Linked DNA regions of Mus musculus: region 1 is linked to region 2. The links are chromatin contacts, called in public HiChIP or PLAC-seq maps. All regions are on one chromosome and are shown on one strand. Each heading gives the region's core, a stretch centred on a gene start, on an enhancer-like site or on the middle of the called end of the contact. The rest is flanking DNA. Distances are from core to core; before and after follow the strand shown. Region 1 holds the start of Gas2l2 (growth arrest-specific 2 like 2). Region 2 holds the start of Slfn9 (schlafen 9).

Region 1 (4,924 bases), core at 1,879-4,378, 440 kb after region 2:
GTCAAGCTACGGGCGGTGCCTATGTACCACCAGGCTGGTGCTGAGATCACAGCTAGGGGCTGAGAGGCAAGTAGGAAGAAGAAGGCTTTTAAAAAACACCTGGGCATGGTGGCACATGCCTTAATCCCAGCACTTGGGAGGCAGAGGCAGGTGAATTTCTGAGTTTGAGGCCAGCCTGGTCTACAGAGTGAGTTCCAGGTCAGCCAGGGCTACACAGAAAACCCCTGTCTCGAAGAAAACAAAAACAAAAACAAAAAACACCTAGGCAGCCCGGCCAGAGTGGAACATCCTTCACAGGCCTTCAGCTAAGGAACCATTCTGAAGACGTTTGAGACCACATTTGGCCACACAACAAAGGAAGGGAAAGAGAAGAGCAAAGCAGAAAGAGAGGAGATGGGGAAATGGAGGAGAGAAAAATGAAAAAAAGGGGGAACCCTCCTGGGACCCCATTTTCCCCAGACATGGGCATTGGGCTAGCCTCAGGAAGTAGCTCCTCTGTGGTGGGGTCCCACTCTTTGTCCCATGCACTTTATGTTGCATAACTAAGTCTCACAGCAGTCCCAGAAAATAAGTACTGTGTTTCCTTACACTACATGCTGGTGAAGGGAAGATCAGAAAGGTTAAATGATTTGCCCGAAGCCATATGGTGGTTGTTAGCTGGTAGCGAAGATACCGTGTTCTCGGCACCCAGTCCTCGGGGCCAAATGAGAGGTGCAGTGTTGAACTGGTGCAAAGGCGGTAAGCAGCAGTAGCGGCTGTTACATGTGGTTAGGGGTGGGGCTCAGAGTGGAGCAGGGCGTGGAGACTGGGAAAGAGGAAGGCAGGGCACATGTTCGGCCTGAGGCGTGGCTGGGCACCTCACCATCTGGTCCAGGTTGTGGAAGTGGCAAGGCCTGCGGGCAGGGGGTATGGGCGGTGGTGGGTCGGGCGATGGCAAGGCCAGGTCGCGCCGCAGCTCCTCATCAATTTCCTCTTCCAGATGCACCAGGGCGGGCGCCGCCACACCGAAGCGCCAAGCGCGGCGACCCAGCTCCAGCAGACACAGTACCACGCTCTTCACGTTCTTGCGGAGCACTAGGTCCTCTGTCTCGAACATCAGCACCTCTGGTGTGGGACAAAGGAGAGCAGGGGACACGGGTGGCTTGAGTACCCCTCTGGAACCCATCCCAAGGCAGGGGTAGCGGGCACAGGAGGGCGGCTCGGGTCTCAGCATCTCAGGTTGAGGAAGCTCTTAGAAGGAAGGGATCCACACAAGGCAGCCAGGCTAACTGCAGGAGCAGGTGAGTATTTGGAGCCTAGCTGATCCTAGGACCAAAGGAAACCGCTCCTTATCCCGCTCTCCCTCCCGTGATCCACTTAACCAATGAGAAGATCCCAGGAGCAGAAAGCAGTTTCTCTGTTAGCCATCTTCCGGACACCCTAAACTTAGCTCTAGATAACCAGGCTAGCTTGACTATAGACTTTGACTACCTGACCCTATAGGGCTCAGTCCAGGAATCTCCTGTGGCTATGTGACCCCCAAGCTAGTTCCAGAGCTCCGGTGTTCATCTGAAAAATGTGGGTGTGGTCTATCTCAACTGAAAGCAGCAGTTGTTTGTGGGTATGGTCCTGGGAATGGAACCCAAGGCCGTACATAAGCTGTAACATAAGCTACATCCTTAGCTTTGATTAACCTTTGATCCAGCCCCTTGCCTCCTTCTACCAGCCCGGAGTCCAAACTTGACCCTTTCCCTGTCTCCTCCCACTTACTTTTGGCCTGGAGAATTGTGCAATCACACCTAATCCCATTCCTGGGTTCAAGGCCAAAAGCTGTCACTCTCTGAGCCCTGAGAGTCCCTGCAGGACTATGCCTTTCCCTATAGACCTCCCGCCTTGAGCTTCCTTCCCATCCTTTTAGTCAAGTCAACCTGTGGGTCACAACCCCTGGAAGGTCACCTATCAGATATCCTGCATATCAGATATGTACATTATAATTTATAACAACAGCAAAATTACAGCTATGAAATAGTAGTGAAAATAAGTTTATGGTTGGGGGTCACCACAAGATGAGGATCTGTATTAAAGGGTCTCAGCATTAGGAAGGTCGAGAACCACTGTTTCGGTCCTTCCTGCTCGATGGCCAGCCCATCCCAGTTATCCACCTACCTTGTGCTTTGCCACTGCTCCCTGACTAATTAATCTCCTCTCCCAAACTTCTCTCTTTGGTTCAAATCTCCTCCCTCTTGTTGCCCTTGCTGGTGCCCACTACTGTGTCATCAGACTGATCATTGTCATTCTAGATCCCATATTGTATATTGTATACCTTTGAAACACACATCTCCCTGGGCTGTAATCTCTTAATCTACTTAGCTGTCTGCCTTCCTAGACCATGCATTCCTGGGCCCTCGGGCCCTATTCTCCTCAGTTCTAAGAACCTAGCATGCACTGGAAACAGAAGAGGCAATGCATGGATTTCATCATTGGTGGATATCTACTGGTCATCAGTGTGTATTTACTAAGGATTTACTGTGAGGTGGAGAACCTGATGCTTCTCTAAGCTACTGCACGGAAAATCTACAATACCTCAACTCCTGTCCCCCAGGTCTAACTTAGCTTAAGCCTCTGAGTGATTCGTGCCCCTGTAATATAAAGGTCTGAGATCGTTGCGTTACCTTGGATCCCCATCTCCTTGCGACACCACTGGATGAAGTTGGAGATGTTGTCCCTGGCCTGGAAGGTACCCGGCTGAGCAGCCCCATTGCAGAAAACTCCAGCCTGGGGCATGGGAATCTTTTGAGCTCGCTCAGGTGCCTCAGCCAGGAAGGCCAGAGCAGCCTCCGTGACAGTGTTGGCATGCCGGCACAACACCAGGCCAGTCTCCAGCACCCGCAGGAAGTTGTCTGCATCGATGTCCAGCCCGTACAGATCCCGAAGCCACTCAGCCAGGTCTTCCTTCATGGCCTCCAGGTACTGCTCGCTGGACTTGAAGGGCCGGATGCTGCGCACAGGAGGTCCTGGGGTCCTGGGTCTCCTCCCATGTCCCACATGCTGAGACATGACTGGAACTCAAGTGTGGGAGGAAGTAACAACCTCCTGTCCCCCCACTGTTGTCTCTTTACTTCTGCTACCTGCTAGTCAAGGTCCTGGCCCAGTTCTCCTTGATTCAATGGGTCCCCCTCTACCCTCTGAGAGCCCAGGGGCTCTGCGGCTTGCTATGGGCTTCAGCCTCTGGGCCAGGCCCAGCCCCCACTGCCCACATTCCTCAATCCCTGCCTGAACTTTTCTTTGGTGGCTTGCAGCGACCTCACTCTCAGCTGCCTAGTCCCAGAGTTCAGCGCTTCTGGGACTGGTGAAAGTTGAGGGTACTCCTCTCTTCCCAGGGCAGGTCATCTACTGCCTCCGGACCGCCACCATCACCGTCACCGTCCAGGGAGCCAGAACAAGCAAGTAGGCTCTGGCCCGCTGCTCTGCTCTGCTCAGCTTTCCTTCCTCTCCTTGGAGACGCCGCTGCTACAAACACTCCTTGTTAACCCTTCCTTCCTTCCAGCAGCCTGTGTGCCTGAGCACAGGGAGCCGGCCAGAGAGGGTGGGACTGGGTTCTCTCTCAGTTGACTCCTTGTGGGGGACTTGAGGGGAAGCTGAGGGAGACGTTCCGGGGCTGGGGCTTAAGGATGGGCGAGCCCTGGAAATGAGTGAGCGCGGAAGAGACACAGCAATAGAGCCCAAAGACGGGAGTTTTGCCCTATATTCCTCTGGAGGTGGCATGCAAGCCCCGATCTCTCTGTGCCTAGTTTGTCAACTGTCAAATGGGAAGGACAATGTCTGTCCTTCTAGGGTAAGGAACAAGGGAATAGTGTGTGTATGTGTGTGTGAAAACATCAGAATACCCAGCCTGGGTGAACCCCGGCTCTCACGGGCTCTCCCAGCAACCCTGTCTGAACACCGTGATTCCCATCTGCTCTGGAGAACTTGATTCATCCGTGTGATTCTTCTAGAACAAGCTCACCCCATGGTCACAGCAATGCATTCATTCAACAACGATTTCTTCTCTCTTTTCCTCTCTCCTCCTCCTCCTTTTTTCCCTCCTTCTATGTTTTTTTGTTTGTCTGTTTGTTTGTTTTTTTGTTTTTTTTTTTTTTTGGGTTGGGGGGGACAGTGTTTCTCTGTGTAGCCCTGGCTGTCCTGGAACTCACTCTGTAGACCAGGCTGGCCTCGAACTCAGAGATCTGATCACCTCTGCCTCCAAAGTGATGAAATTAAAGGCACACCCCACCATCGCCTGGCTAACAAAGAGTTCTTAAGCCTCTACTATGTACCAGATGCTATCATGGAGCTTAGAATACAGCAACAAACAAAACCATCACTGCCTGAACTCATGGAGGCTACATATATGTTACATGTATGTTACTGGGTGATGGGTGGTAGATGAACAAAGAAGTCTGGTTCAGAATGCTGGCACACCCCCATAATCTCAGTAACTGGGAAGTTGAGGCAGGAGGATTGAGGGTTCAAGGCCAGCCTACATAGCAAACTCAAGTCCAGATTGGCATGCATGGTAAGACTCTGCCTCAATAATCAAGACAAAACAAATAACAACAGAATAAATGTGTAGTCAATCAGGCAGTGATAAATACCAGGGGGATACAGGAGACGAGAACGGTGGCTTTAGAGGAGGTGACACCATCTATAAAGGAAAGCCTTGGTGACAAGGTGTCACCTGGACAGAGACCTGAGGGAGTGAGGACATGACCCCTCATGAGGAAGAAAAGCCACCAGTGCTGAGGCTTGGAGGCAGGAGCATGCTTGGTATGTTCTAAGAATAGCTGTGCTAAAAAAAAGAAAGAAAGAAAGAATCCCAAAAGGAGGGGGCTGGAGAGATGGTTCTCGGCAGTTAGGAGGGATTGCTGCTTCTCCAGAGGGCCTGGGCTTGGCTCCCTGGACTCAC
Region 2 (4,911 bases), core at 760-3,259:
TGAGCTGCTGGCCGGACACAACAATAAACAAATCTACAAATTTGTAAATTGTAATAATGACTTGAAAAAACAATCTTCTAGCAAGGCATTACCTTATGATAGTATTTGCATAAAAATTAAAGACAACAGACCCAGAGAGACGGCTCAGTGGTTTATGAGTATTTTGCTTGCCTATATGCCTGTATACCTCCTGCCTGGTGCCTGGTCAGAAAAGGGCATCAGATCCCCTAGGACCAAAGTTATGAGAGTTGCTCACTGCCATATGGGTGCTGGGAATTGAACCTGGGTCTTGTGCAGGGACAAGAAGTGTTCTTAACGCTGAGCCATCTCTCCAGACCTATATAATTGAGTTTTTTTTAGGGAGTAAAATCCTAAAACTGTCATGTGACCCAGAATAAGGCTGAACTAGAGGATGTTTGCCAATGTTGAAGGATTGTAGGGGCTTGTGGGACAACTGGTCTATAGTAATGGCACCATTCCCTGAGACCTGCAGAAAGGTGATCCTGTCTCCCTTACACAACCATATAAACAGTCGGTGGAAGATTAGGCCTCTGATGACTGTGTGTAGAAAGTAAGAGTGGAACACACAAGGCACTAGAAGGGCTGGGGCAGTATACTGGGCAAAACAAATTGGGACTGGCCATCTTAGGCGGAATCAGGACAGAAAGGAAACAGGCTTTAGAAGGTGTGCTAGTTGGGAAACTGAAATCCCCGGATTTTAGGCTCTTTTCCATAGCTTCTGGATTATAAACCCTGGGTTAGATAGTAGCAATTATATTTCTGCCTCTTGGCTCCTTGCTCAGTTAAAGACAGTATCTTAGAGAGAGAGGGGTCGCTCAGTGGCATCTACAGAATCCCTTTCAACATTGTCATTTCAAGCTGTACCTTGGGGCCTAAAGCTTGTACTCTAACTTGCACCTACTAAGAGTAACAGGCTCTACCAGCTCAGAGACTTCCTGTTGAGATTGCCAGCCAGAGCAAGCTAGAGTGACAGAGACAGCCTCCCTCCCCCATCCCTTCACCCATCTGGGTCCCCCTTCTCCTGTGCTGGGCTGGTCAGTCTCTCACCCACTGGAATCATCCCCTTTCACTCCCAGGCCCCTCCAGTCCTCAGCACCTACTTTTAAAGGAACGTGTCGCCAAGTCTGAGAAAATATCCGGGTCTTCAGACAGGAGAGACACAGTGGTGCCACCCTGGCTTCTGGGCTGCTCAGGTTCCAGTTCTGGTGTGCTGGACCTCGGGGAAGGTGGAGGGGAGCTGAGGGTCTCACCAGGTCCTGGTCGCTCCGGATCCCAGAGCGCAGAGCGCGCGGAGGTGGCGTGGAATTCCCGCCTTTCCTTTTCACTGCCTGACTCTCCACCCACCCTCTCCCGCCCGCGGGCAGAGACCAATAGGAAGCCTTCTAAATACCGGGAAGCTTGAAACTCATATGTGCTTAATAAACTAAACTTTAATAATTCTGAACCTTAGCCATATTGGGCGTTCGGATTGTTCTTGGTGTTTTTAGTTTCTTTTGGTATCTGCTTTCTCCCCACTTCTTTCTTCCTCCTTCCTCCTAGCTCTTCCTATATCCCAGTGTTCTGTCACCGGCCCAAGTGTACCTATTTACCAACTAATTTATGGAATCTATTCATACGAATTACACAAGACAGCATAAAACTTGTTCGAAAGGAGATAAGCTCTTCTCCAGGCCCTTTCCTCTGGCACCGGGCCACCCTTCTGTCCCTGGCTCCCTTGAAGGTCGCAGCTCTGTGGCTCTCACTCACCACTTTCATTTTGTGAGAAAAGACTTTTGATCGCTGTTCCCTGGCCGGCTGGGAAAGCAGAATTTAGAAACAGGCAGGAATGTAAGTCTCCCTTTCCTTCCCGAACTCAGCCTCCGGCCCAGAATCTTCTGGTCTGTGGCCAGGTGGTGTTTCATTTGTGGACTGGTCGCCTGTCTGTGAGGTTCAGAGGAGCAGCCCCGGGTCTAGCATGGGTTTGGCTAGCAGTGGTCACAGCGAATTGGCTCAATTCTTCTAGTGGTTGGGTTACTTGTTTTTGGGAAAACGAAACTGCTCGGATTTTCTGGCCGGCTGCAGGCATGCTGCCAGACTGAGCTCACTGCTGGTTTTGATGAATCTGTCTTGCTGCCCTTTTTCCAGATAAGCCCCCATCCTTGGCTGTGGGCGGCTTCCTCCCTATAGCAAGAACTTACAGCCTTCTCAGCCTGAGGGGGTTCCCTGCTGTGGAAGGGCTGTTGAAGGAGCTCAGATTCATGCTGGTCTGGGGGAAGCAGAGTGAGAGTGAAGCTTTTGTGAGGATCTCACCTCCTGAGCTCAGAGTTGAGAACTAACCACTGTTAACCCCTGGTACTTGCAGATCTTCATCTGTTCTGTGTTCCTACTGCATGTACACTTGTTACACATGGTTAACACCGTTAACTGCATCAGGATGTGTATTCTAGTTAAAAACCTGTTTTTCCATGGTTCCAAACTTCCCCTTTCAGTATATTTTCTTACCACCATAGTCCTTTTTCTTTAAAATTCTAATTTTCCAGATTGTACAGTGTTGAATGAAAAAGACTGTCATCCTAGAATTCAATACACACTGTCAACCTAGAATTCAACACACACACACACACACACACACACACACACACACACACACACACACACCACTTCACCTAGTGGATAGAAACTAATGATGTCCTTTTCTGGTGAAACAAAACAATTCAGCAAGGGCTTGGTCACCAGGAGACCTTTGTCACAAAAAATGTTAAAGGCTGATGGAAATTTGTACCAGAGTAACACTTAGAGTCACATGAATAAAACCAGTACTACAGGAGTAATTAAGTGAATATTAAAAGGTAATTTATCTTTTTCAGTGTTCAAAAATTACTGAAAAGATAAAGATACAACTATATTATGGTGCTTATAAAATGTAGAAATACAAAACTGTGATAATTACGGGGGCTGGGAAGATGGCTCAGAGACTCTGAGCACACTCTTGTGGTTGACCTGGGTTTGAGTCCCAACACCCACCTTTGGCTCAGGGACCCCGTAACTCCAGTTCCAGGGAGTCAATGTCATTGGCCATGTTGAACACTTGCTCTCAGATGCATGTACCCTCCTGTACTGGCTAGTTTTGTGTCAACTTGACACAGCTAGAGTTATCACAGAGAAAGGAACTTCAGTTGAGGAAATGCCTCCATGAGATCCAACTGTAAGGCATTTCCTCAATTAGTGATCAAGGGGGAAAGGCCCCTTGTGGGTGGGACCATCTCTGGGCTGGCAGTCTTAGGTTCTATAAGAGAGCAGGCTGAGCAAGCCAGGAAAAGCCAGCCAGTAAAGAACATCCCTCCATGGCCTCTGCATCAGCTCCTGCTTTCTGACTTGCTTGAGTTCCAGTCCTGACTTCCTTTGGTGAGGAACAGCAGTATGGAAGTGTAAGCCGAATAAACCCTTTCCTCCCCAACTTGCTTCTTGGTCATGATGCAGGAATAGAAACCCTGACTAAGACACCTCCTGTGTTGGAGTGAAGTTTTTGTGTACCACATATAGAGACTATCCTTGTGTTAAGCAAATGCTAATTTCCATCCTGACAGAGATCTGATTACAGCAAAACTTTGGTATTGTCATTATTTAGAAGATTATCCTGTCTTAGTATTTTCTAATCATTGTTCTCCACCACCTCCTGACACAGAGGGAGGCTAGGTAAAGTCTCTGCAGGGAGTTGTTCTTCCCTAAATTGAAGTCTCAGGGAGAAAGGGGGTGGGGCACTTATCTCTGCCTTTTGTTCTCAGTACTTGGAAGACTCTCAGAGCAAGTGTTCACTTGGTGAAAATACTCTCTGCAGGTCTGCACATAAGTCAGATCATAAACTGAATAAGAGGTTATAACAGAGAATGCCTACCTGCATATGCACTAGGAGCAATGATCTGCCTTAACTTCATCATTGGTTACTAGCTTGTAGGGTCATGGAGAAGTTTTAGCTTAAAACTAAACCATCCTTGAAGTTTTAAGAAACTCAGTCAATATCTTAGCTCCTATTTTTGCACCTTGGTTTCTGTAACCCCTTGGAATGGGCCCTAAGTTTTAGAAGTCTGTTGTTATCTCAGAAGCACTGAAGCAGTCCTGTTATAAGGAATGTTTCTGTGGGTGCTGCTACTTGGAAAAAATGGTAACCCTTGCATCCTAGCTGAGTCTGGGGTCTTCCTTCAGCAATTTTTGGGCCCTTACAGTGAGATTTAGGGTAGGCCATTGTTGTTGGGTTAGCGTAACTGAGAATCTGCCCAGCTACAGTGCCCAAAGCTTACAATAAATACAATGAGTCTCTGTGTCCTTATTCAGAGCAAGGGTGGGCATAAATAGTTACTGTTACATACATGCGCACATACATACATGCATACATAATACATGCATGGTTAAAGATAAATGTTTAAGATTTTGTAAAAATAAGAAGATAAAAGGAGGAAGGGAAAGTGTGAGAGTATTGAAACGGTTCTGCATCATTCGTGAAGCAGCATGTAACTCAGCTCTTACAAGTTAAACCCCGGTAGTAGCCGGGCAGTGGTGGTGCACGCCTTTTAACCCAGCACTTGGGAGGCAGAGGCAGGTAGATTTCTGAGTTTGAGGCCAGCCTGGTCTACAAAGTGAGTTCCAGGACAGCCAGGGCTGTACAGAGAAACCCTGTCTGGAAAAACCAAATAAAAAAACAACAAAACAAAACAAAACAAAACAAAACTCAAAAAACCCAGGTAGTATGAGCTCAGAGTTGCTACTAAGCAAAATGGAAACAAAAAGCATATATTTACTGTGTTTGCTTGACTAACAATGGCCCCTATAGGCTCCTAGGCAGTGGCATTATTGGAGCGGTGGCCTTGTTGGAGTAGGTGTGGCCTTGTTGGAGGAAGTGCATCAGTAGGGGGT

Evidence for each region. HiChIP or PLAC-seq counts read pairs in DNA pulled down with a chosen protein or histone mark.
Region 1: a contact with region 2 is called in an H3K4me3 HiChIP or PLAC-seq map of embryonic stem cells, with 4 times the contacts expected there. The contact joins the promoter of Gas2l2 here to the promoter of Slfn9 in region 2. A contact is called at or near these places in 1 of 39 promoter capture datasets (erythroid cells) and 1 of 115 datasets of contacts at active chromatin or transcription factors (embryonic stem cells).

Annotation. Positions count from the first base shown.
Region 1 is chr11:83,426,393-83,431,316 of GRCm38.p6, forward strand. Gas2l2 (growth arrest-specific 2 like 2) reads right to left here and starts at 3,129. Exons shown (of 6, transcript NM_001013759.2): 1 at 2,652-3,129; 2 at 863-1,104. The coding sequence starts at 3,036.
Region 2 is chr11:82,989,821-82,994,731 of GRCm38.p6, forward strand. It overlaps Slfn9 (schlafen 9), which reads right to left and starts at 2,010. Exons shown (of 5, transcript NM_172796.2): 1 at 1,768-2,010.